Linked DNA regions of Mus musculus: all the other regions are linked to region 1. The links are chromatin contacts, called in public promoter capture Hi-C maps. All regions are on one chromosome and are shown on one strand. The core of a region is the stretch at or near the end of the contact, and the rest is flanking DNA. Distances in the headings are between cores, read along the strand shown. Region 1 holds the start of Ulk1 (unc-51 like kinase 1). Region 2 holds the start of Tmem175 (transmembrane protein 175). Region 3 holds the start of 4833439F03Rik (RIKEN cDNA 4833439F03 gene).

Region 1 (2,974 bases), core at 3-2,502:
GTGAGACAAGGCATTCAGAACCCAGCTCCTTTCACCTAAACCAAATACTAATCTAAAGCCATCATCTGCCCTCAGGGGGGCTCCAGCCCCAGGCAACCTAGGTCCTGAAGCAACAGTGGATGGGACAAGGGCAAGAATAGATTTACCCCTCCCCCAAGCCCAACGCTGAGCCTTACCTGGAAGTCATACAGCGCCACGATGTTTTCGTGCTTTAGTTCCTAGGACACAAATCCAAGTTTCTCATGAGCAAGAAAAGAGCTGACCCACCCTCTCCCCCTCCCCCGAGGCGCTGGCTCACCTTCAGGATTTTGATTTCCTTTCCCAGCAGTGTTTGGGACTTGGCAAGGTTCTTCTTGTTAATGCATTTGACGGCCACCTCCAGGTCGTGCTTCTGAAAAGCCAAACGTGAACCTTCAGGGTTGAAAACAACCCCCCCTCCTGCTCCCCACCAAGCAGGGAACACAGAGATGGCTTAGGGTGGCTGTCCCAAGGGTCTTGGAATGGGAGGCTGCCAGAGGCAGACAGATAGTGAGTGTCTGTCAGCCGGCCTGGAATTTAAGTCCCAGGATGGAGTCCCAGGTTAGGTTCTCAGAACTGGTCTGACTTCGGGGCTAGGTAGGGAATCCTGTGCTGGCTGGCGTCTCCAGTTTTCTGGAGCTAGAGTAGCAGGTGGGTTTCCCGGGCTGGGGGGTCCTTAATTGGGTCCCTCTACGGATTACCGGAGGTAAGGTGTCCCTTGGGCTGGGAGTCCGGGATTGCGAGGCCTCCGCGGGAGCCTCACCCACCTCGCGGTGTCGACCCTTGAAGACCACCGCGAAGGCGCCGTGTCCAATCAGGTCCTTGCGAGAGAACTCGAACTTGCCCACGGTCTCGACGCCGCCGCGGCCCGGCTCCATAGCGCGCGCGGGCCGGGGGCGCGAGCCCGGGCTCGGGCCCCGGGGCGGCGCTACGGGGTGCGCTGGGCTCAGGCGGAGGCCGGCGGGCCGCGTACGCGGGGACGGAGGCGCGGGCTCATCGCCAGGGCCCCGTGCCCCATCGGGCAGGCCTGAGCCGGGTCCCAGTCCCACAGGCCGGCGGACGGAGGGGCGCGCTCCCTCGGCGTCCTCCTCGGTACCCTCCCGGCGCTGACAGTCGGGACCCGGTCCGACTCGGGACTCAGCTCTGACACACTCCAGCTCCAAGTCCGGGCCTGACTGACGATGCGGCTCGGAGCCCCGCAGGGAAACAAAAGATCCGCGGCACCCGGGCCTCGGAGCCCGAGGTGCCGGCGCAGCCGCACTGCGTGGAGGCGGGACGATGGGCGGGGCCTGCGGAGCTCAAGACCTCTTAGGCGGCGGAGCTGGCAATGGGCGGGTCCGAAATGAAGGACACCTCGTGGGTGGTAAGGCGGGGCGGGGCTTAGTTTGGGTGGTGCCTCGATGGGCCCAGCCCTATACTGGGCGGGACTTGAGAGAGGAGGCAGGATATGGGCGGGGCCGGAGCAGACTGGGCATGTCAATGTCAGAACTATCTCTGGTTGTGGCTCCTCGCTCTGCCCTAGGCATTTTTTTATTTACTTATTTTATTCATATGTATATGTGTGTGCCTACAGGAGTTTATATGCACCGTGTATGTGTATATAAACACGTGAAACATTCATATTAAACATGTATGTGTCGGGTCCTGGAATTGGAGTTTCAGGCAGTAATGAGCTGCCATGTGGAAACTGGTAACCAAACCAGGAGAGCAGTAGATGCTCTTAATAGCTGAGCCATCTCTCCAGCTCTGCCCTACGTACTTCCTACCACTTGTTTTGTTTTGTTTTGTTTTGTTTGTGCTTTCTTTTGGAGAAGTCGAGATAGGATTTCTTTGTGTATCCCTGCCTGTCCTGGAACTCACTCAGTAGAACTGGCTGGCTTCAGACTCAGAGATCTGCCTGCCTCTGCCTCCTGAGAACTGGGGATTGAAAGTTTTTTAACTGAGTCTTCTCACATTGTAGGCCCGACTGGTCTCGAACTTGCTTTGTCTCTTTGTAGATCGTGCTGACCTCAAACTCACAGATATCCCTCAGCCTCTTCCTCCTGAGTATTGGAATTAAAGGCAGGTGCCACCACATCCATTTTCTCTCTTTTATTACATTTGCTTATTCTGTATGTGGGGACGGAGACTTGAGAACATGGTCATGTGAAGGTCAGAGGAAAATGTAAAAGATGTTTCTGTCTACTTTGTGACTCTTAACATTAAATTCAGGTTGTCAAACTTGGCAACAAGGTCTTTTATCCTTGGAGCCATCTCACCGAAGGCATCAGTTTTCCTTCATTTATTATTTTACTTAACTTTTGTTGTTAGAGGGGAAGTTTGAGGCAGGGTTTCCTGTAGTCCAGGCTATCCCAGAGCTCATCACATAGAATAGCCGTGAGCTGCTGATTCTCCTGCAAATGCTGGGATTATTTATAGCATGGGCATTTGGTTTGCCTCAGGTGTTTTTCTTGCCTGTCTGGTCACATGGGAACTGCATGGGCATGTTGGAGCACTTGATGTATACAAACATTGTCATTTGGGGAGGGGTATATTGCCATGTTGACCCAATGCCAAATCAAAGGCTCTGTGTGTGTGTGTGTGTGTGTGTGTGTGTGTGTGTGTGTGTGTGTTGTCGCACATACCCATTCTGAGTCTCACCATATGAAGGATGACATGGGCATGTTTGAGCTCATGATACTTATGACCACAGTCATTTGGGGAGGAGGTGTGCAATGTGGGCAATTTTGTTCACATGCCATTTTTGAGCCCAATAACACAGGGAAATGTGTGAGCATGTGTGCACACATGCCCTATTTCAATCTGGTCCTAGATTATTCACCCTCAAGCCATTTCCTAGCCCACTCGCATACCATGGGGGTGGGGAATGTCCATTGTTGTGTTTTATAAAAAAAGAAAAGAAAAGGAAAAAGGAAACCAGGGAGCCAGGGATATGTCTAGTAGAGGCATGGTATGA
Region 2 (2,960 bases), core at 245-2,744, 2.2 Mb before region 1:
AGTACACATAGATACTGTCCAGTGATGGAGGCAGGCAAAACACCAGTTTTTTAAAAAAGTAAATCTTAAAAAAAAAAAAATCATAAAAGAGAAAACACGATTCCATCACACAAGCTGACTACAGAGCCTGTGTGAGGAAGCTACAAACTCAGACTGACCTCAAGACACAGAACTATGGAACTGTCTATCAAACAAGGTTCTTTTTGTTTGTTTGTTTTTCGAGACAGGGTTTCTCTGTATTGCCCTGGCTGTCCTGGAACTCTCTCTGTAGACCAGGCTGGACTTGAACTCAGAAATCCGCCTGCCTCTGCCTCCCCAGTGCTGGGATTAAAGGCGGGTGCCACCACGCCCGGCTCAAGCAAGGTTCTTAAAGGTTACAGCTACGGGCTCTGTTTCCTGTACCTTATACGAGGTCACTACAGAAAAAACTCAATAGGTGAGGCACTTAGGCTATAAAAGAAAACAAGACTGTAGGGCCCCAGTCTATCCTCTACCTCATCAAGCAAGGGAAGACTCTACAGGCCCCAGAACTCAGCAGCACAAACACTGCCATCTCAAGACAGTCCTCGGGATGCAACAACAACGCTGGATATGATACAATGAATAACAGCTTATGACCCCAGAGTGACTGTGCTCACCTTCTGACCTGACTCCACCTTTGAATCTTTCTGTATATGCCCCAGATACAGCTTTGACCCTAAGCAGAGGTGGTCCTTCCAGACCCAAGCCTCCTTTACTGGATAACCACCTGCTAGCATGACCCTTGTACTACTAACTCTACCCACCAGGAAGTAAGTGTGCAACCCGAAGCAGTCTATCCTCTGCAATCACCACCAAAGGCCTTAACCCACAAGCCCCTGTGGTCTCTCTTCCTGGCAAGACCCTTCTCCGACCTGATTCACACCCCAGCAGTGGCCCTTCATAGCGATGGCCTGATTTACATCCCAGCAGTGTCTTTTCCCGCAGACCCTGCCCGGAGAGATGACTCCCTGCGGCCCTGATCTGACCCACACCTCAGTCGTGACTCTCTAGGTCTCAGACTTGATTCACACCCTGGACACGATCCTCCTTGCTGCCCCTGCTTAAAGCGGTGACCGTCACGCGCCCTGACTCGAACCACACCCCAGCAGCGACCCTCCTGGGCTGCTCCTGCCTCCCGCGGCCTGGCGACGCCTTACGCCTCACCCTCGGCCAGGACCCGCCGCACCCGCAGACGCAGCTCGCCCAGCTCCACTGTCTGCCCCACGAAGTCACTCTGATCACGGCCCGCAGCTCCGCCAAGAGAACCAGGGCCCGCCAGGAAGTCCAGCGCAGACTGCAGCAGCGACATGGCGTCGGCCGCTCCGCGGCAGCGGGAGCCAGGCTCCAGCTCCGCACTGCCGGGTTAGCAGCTGCGGGCGAACAACCCGGCCATCTTCCGCCCGCGCCGTGACGTAAATCAGAGAGCGAGTTGCGTCCCGACGCTGCGGCCCCGCCCTGACGCAGCAGGCGGAAGGGCGCGTGTTTCTGCAGAGCCAGCAGCAGCAGCAGGCGCAGGCGCAGAGGGTGCGATCCTACGGACCTCAAGCTCCTAGGAGGCACGGAGGTAGGGCTGTCGCCATCTGACCCTAACCTCATCTGGTTGCTTCCGCTGGCCCAGGTCCAGCCTAGGTGGCTAGAGCGTCGCGGGACGTTGGGCGCGCGCTGCGGACCGCCCCAGAGCCCGCCGCTCGCGCCTGACGCCTCAAGGTAAAGCGAGGCCTGGAGCCCACCCTAAGTGTCCCTAATGCCCGGTTTAGGAGAGGAGGGTATCTTGCAGACAAGCAGCCAGCCTATGAGCCACAGACACTTATGTTTTGGTCCACACAGGTTTGGGGGAGGATGAACTAGTTGCTAGAATTAAGACCGAAAAACGTAGTTTTAAAAGGGGGCGGGAGAAAGCTTCACAACGTGTATACAAAAGTCACCTGGCAGCACTGGACGCAGAATCCCGTGTGATGTCAAACACTTAGAGCTGTCCATCTCAGGTGAGGCAAAGTCATGGGATTCCCCACTCGTCTCTGTACCTCCGAGGTTTCTGAAGCCATATGAAGTTGCAGAGCCTTGGGTAGAGTTTGTGCTTTTGGACTGAAAAATGGATCCTTAAGCCCAAATCAACATCTTAACTGTCCCAGGATTGTATGCTATTAAATACGCCTTGGGGGGGGGGGGGGCGCTACCTGCTCTTTAAAAAGTCAAGTAGAAAAGAAATGAAAGATTATCATTAGTATACAGTGAGGTACGTGGTAGGTGAGACAGTAGTTTCCTAGAAATGGTGAAGTGGAAGCTTTGGATAACACCTGGAGGAATAAAGAACTGATGAAGTAGAGATGGTACCTGTAGGTAACTGAGGAGATTTGTGAAGAAGAGTGTGGGAGCTGAAAGGGCAGTGTGGTGTTAACATGATCTTAGATGGGAGACTTGAGCAGCCTAAAGCCAATGGGAAAGAGTGAAGTCTTTCCAGTATAGTGGAGAGGAGTACTGTCTCAGAATAGTAGGACAGTCAAGTCACATCCAGATAGAGGATATGTAGTGTTGGTATAGAAATGGCACCTTTCTATAAGAGAATCACTTATAAGATGCAGGGAGGAGGAAGTAGCTACGGCTTGCAGTTGCAGGTAACTTTATGTTATTACTGGAATGAAGTTGAAGGGATTTTTTATTTTTTGGTGGCTTCAGATCTCATTATTTAGAAGGAAAATAAATCTGAAAGCAAAAGGAAAAAGTAGGGAATTGGAGGCTTGGTAGCCTTCAAGAGACCTAAAACATCATGAGAAACATCATGAACAATTCACTACAGCGTATAGTGAAACTTGACACCATAAACTCTTGCTGGCATGACCTAGGACAAGTGGAAATTTCTAAATCATGTAATTATAGATCAATTTTATGGCATTGTAGTAGATGCCATTCCAAGACCATTTTAACTGGAACTGCATCTT
Region 3 (2,956 bases), core at 387-2,886, 2.3 Mb after region 1:
AGGATATCTTAGCACCTGACAGACTTACAAGTATTTACTTACTATGTGCCAGCATGGTGCTGACAGCATCTCAGAACAAGCACATGGTGCCCTCACTGGACAGAGGAGGAAACTGAGACTTAAGAATGGATTGAGCCAATGCCAGCTCTGCCCACCCCAGAGAGAGGCCAAGCAGGAGTGGGAAGACCTGGAAATCCACACTACTTCTGGGTGTATTTATGTTCACCCACTCGCCACCTGGGTGGCTGGCCTGTCACTGCGAGCACACTCCACATGCACAGAGGCACAGAGACTTAGGGCAGCATCCAAAGTCACACAGCCCAAGAAGAGCTAGGGCAGAGGTCAGGGAACAGAGCTAGTGTTCCTGGAGAGGATTCTGGGGAACGGGGCAGGAGGAGACAGACAAGCTGACACAGAACGAGCTCTTCCTTCGCGGAGAATGGGCGAGCACTCAAGACCCAAAGGAGTGCAGACTCCCACACAAGGAGTCACCCCTGATCAGCCTCACAGCATGGCTTCTGGCCTGGGTGAGCCCCTGCCTAGTGGCTCAGTGGCTGTGTGCGCCCTGCTGAGTCCCCTGGTCTCTGCGGACAGCTGCATTCCCCTGCCCAACACTGTCTCATAACCACACTGGCTCTGGGGACAAAAAGGGATAACTGAACCCATGTCTGGCCTCGAACGCCCCTGAAAACTGGGACAACTCAGCCCAGGGCAGAGGCCAGCTATCTGAAGACATTGGGCACTGCAACTAAGCTTCGTTCTGGTTGGTGACGTTAGTGTCCCCGAAGTCATTAGAGGTCCCAGAAACCATCTGCCAAGAGTTGGGCAGGGAAGTGTTCTTCCTGCTTCTCTCTCCCAGCCAGACTTCCCGCACCTTGCTGCGCATGCCCACGAGGTCACCGTTCTGTCTCCAGACCCGCCTCATATCACTCCAGATTACACTCACTGGCTATGATTACCCTGGTCTCACAGCATAGAACCCAATAGCTGGGCCTGGGCGCTCCACAATGGCCGGGCTCTTCACACAAGTCCAAGCTCCCAGGCTGGCAGGACCTGCCATCACCTTCCACCCAGTCCCCTACAGCTCCTCCCCTCGGAAGTCACTCAGTGTCTCACTTTTGAACAGTGGCAACCAGGCAACCGCCTTAAATCAGCACACAGGCAATGAGACCACTTGGTCACCCTGGGAGGGCAAGAGGAGATAGAGCAGGTGTCAAGTAAGCTTCCCTAAAAATAGAGATGCCGGCATGCCGTGGGGACAGCAGTGCCCCCCCAACCCCCACACAGCCCTGCTCACAGACAAGGAGCCCGGAGTCCGTTCCCCACCAGCTTCAAGCAGTGGGTGCTGCACCTGCAGAGCAGCCAACCCAGCCTACATCCCCCTCAGTATCCCAAGGCCATCATCACTGATAGGAAAAGTCCTCCCCTGAGGCTTCTACGAGTTGGCCCCCTCTCAGGAGTCCGAGGGAAGGGACCTTCCCAGGGTTGCCCTGCTATTTTAAACCACACACATCTATCCCCAAGCTTACAAGATCAGGGGCCTCAGAGTCTGGCTGTCTCTTCCGGAGGGATGAGAACCTCTGTTGGCTGCGTGCGGAGAAGCGGCGGAAGGACTCTCGGCTCCGAGAGGCCAGGTGTCTGAAGGAGGAGGTGCGCTTGAACGGGGTGCGAGCGGCGGACTCCCCGCTCCGCTCGGTGCCCACCGTGGCCGTCACCAAGTGCAGAGCCTCCTGGAAGGACCGCCTCACCGTGCCAACCCACTGAGTCATGTGTGTCTGGGCCACTGAAAGCTTGTCGCCCAGGTACTCCATAGGGCCAGCCTGGAGGAGGGGGCAGGCGGAGGCAGTTAGGAGGCCGACACTGCCAGGGTCCTGGTCCTTCTGTCGGTGACCGTCCTTGGGGAGAAGTTCTGGGCTCCGATGGGAAGCCCGGCAGAGAACATCAGCGCAAGTAAAGTAAACATCGCCCGACAGGCATCCGTGCGGGTCACGAAACAGGGACGGGACGGGTCAGCAGGGGGTCACCAGCAGGAGCCTAGAGTCAACCAACCAGGTCGTCCAGTTCTAGTCCCTGGGGCCAACCCTGATGAAGTCAAGGGGCAGGTGGCTGTGAAGAACTGGGCGAGGGGGCTGGCACCCCCAACTCACTTCCTCCGTCCATGCAGGGAGAACTCCCATGCACACCTGGGAGCCACCGCCCACCGCCGCCGGCCAGCTCTCTCTCCAGGCTCTTCTCGTCTGAACTAGGCAGATCTCCAGTCCTCAGGCTGGAGACTCCAAACCCGAAGCCGACTGAACCTGCCGCCCAGCAGGCAGCGCGCTCACTTCCGGAGAGGCAGCCACCCAGCCCGGGTCCCCTGGCCCGGCAGCCCGGAATGACATCAGCCCCCTGTCTTGGCGAGGGGTGCACAGCCCAGGAATGCAGGAGGGGCCTCGGGAGGTGGCCGCCCAGGGAGCTGGCGTCAGCCCCAGTTTTTTTTTTTTTGTTTTGTTTTTTTTTCTCCCCCTAAGTCTCAACTCGCTCGCTCGCTGTCCCTCGGGGACTTCATGTGCCAGACTGCTTACCCACCCCAGGCAGCACCGTGCAGGAACGCGGGTGAGTGCGCGCGTGTGGGGGCATGTACGTGGGAGGCGGCTGCCCCGGGGAGGTGGAGGGGCCGCTGCCGCACGAGCCTCCAGGGCTTCAGGTGAAGTCTGAGGACCTGTGGCTGGCTGTCAGTCTGTCTCCCTCTCCCGGCAGCGGCAGCGCCCTTCGGCTTCCATCTCCTTGCGGAGCTAAGCAGCTAAGCCTCCCCCACCAAGCTCCTTCCCCCTCTTATCCGCTCAGCAGTCCCTGCTGCCTCTCCTCGAGGATGGAGGACGCAGGTGACCTGCCCTGAGCTTCCCTCAAGGGTGGGTCTGGGGCTGAGGTGCCTGCATTTTGGTACAAGCAGGGTTGCCATGGCAACTTGGGGGCA

The links. Promoter capture Hi-C pulls out the DNA fragments that hold promoters and counts their contacts.
Region 2: a contact with region 1 is called in a promoter capture Hi-C map of liver, with 2.5 times the contacts expected there. The contact joins the promoter of Tmem175 here to the promoter of Ulk1 in region 1. A contact is called at or near these places in 2 of 39 promoter capture datasets (liver and pre-B cells).
Region 3: a contact with region 1 is called in a promoter capture Hi-C map of liver, with 5 times the contacts expected there. The contact joins the promoter of 4833439F03Rik here to the promoter of Ulk1 in region 1. A contact is called at or near these places in 2 of 39 promoter capture datasets (both in liver).

The regions. Positions count from the first base shown.
Region 1 is chr5:110,808,829-110,811,802 of GRCm38.p6, forward strand. It overlaps Ulk1 (unc-51 like kinase 1), which reads right to left and starts at 1,253. Exons shown (of 28, transcript NM_009469.3): 1 at 786-1,253; 2 at 299-391; 3 at 177-218. The coding sequence starts at 896.
Region 2 is chr5:108,628,316-108,631,275 of GRCm38.p6, forward strand. It overlaps Tmem175 (transmembrane protein 175), which reads left to right and starts at 1,495. Exons shown (of 11, transcript NM_001163532.1): 1 at 1,495-1,585. Gak (cyclin G associated kinase) reads right to left here and starts at 1,462. Exons shown (of 28, transcript NM_153569.2): 1 at 1,186-1,462. The coding sequence starts at 1,330.
Region 3 is chr5:113,136,176-113,139,131 of GRCm38.p6, forward strand. 4833439F03Rik (RIKEN cDNA 4833439F03 gene) reads left to right here and starts at 1,637. Exons shown (of 3, transcript NR_166693.1): 1 at 1,637-1,802; 2 at 2,165-2,595. The region is part of intron 6 of 2900026A02Rik (RIKEN cDNA 2900026A02 gene); the gene reads right to left.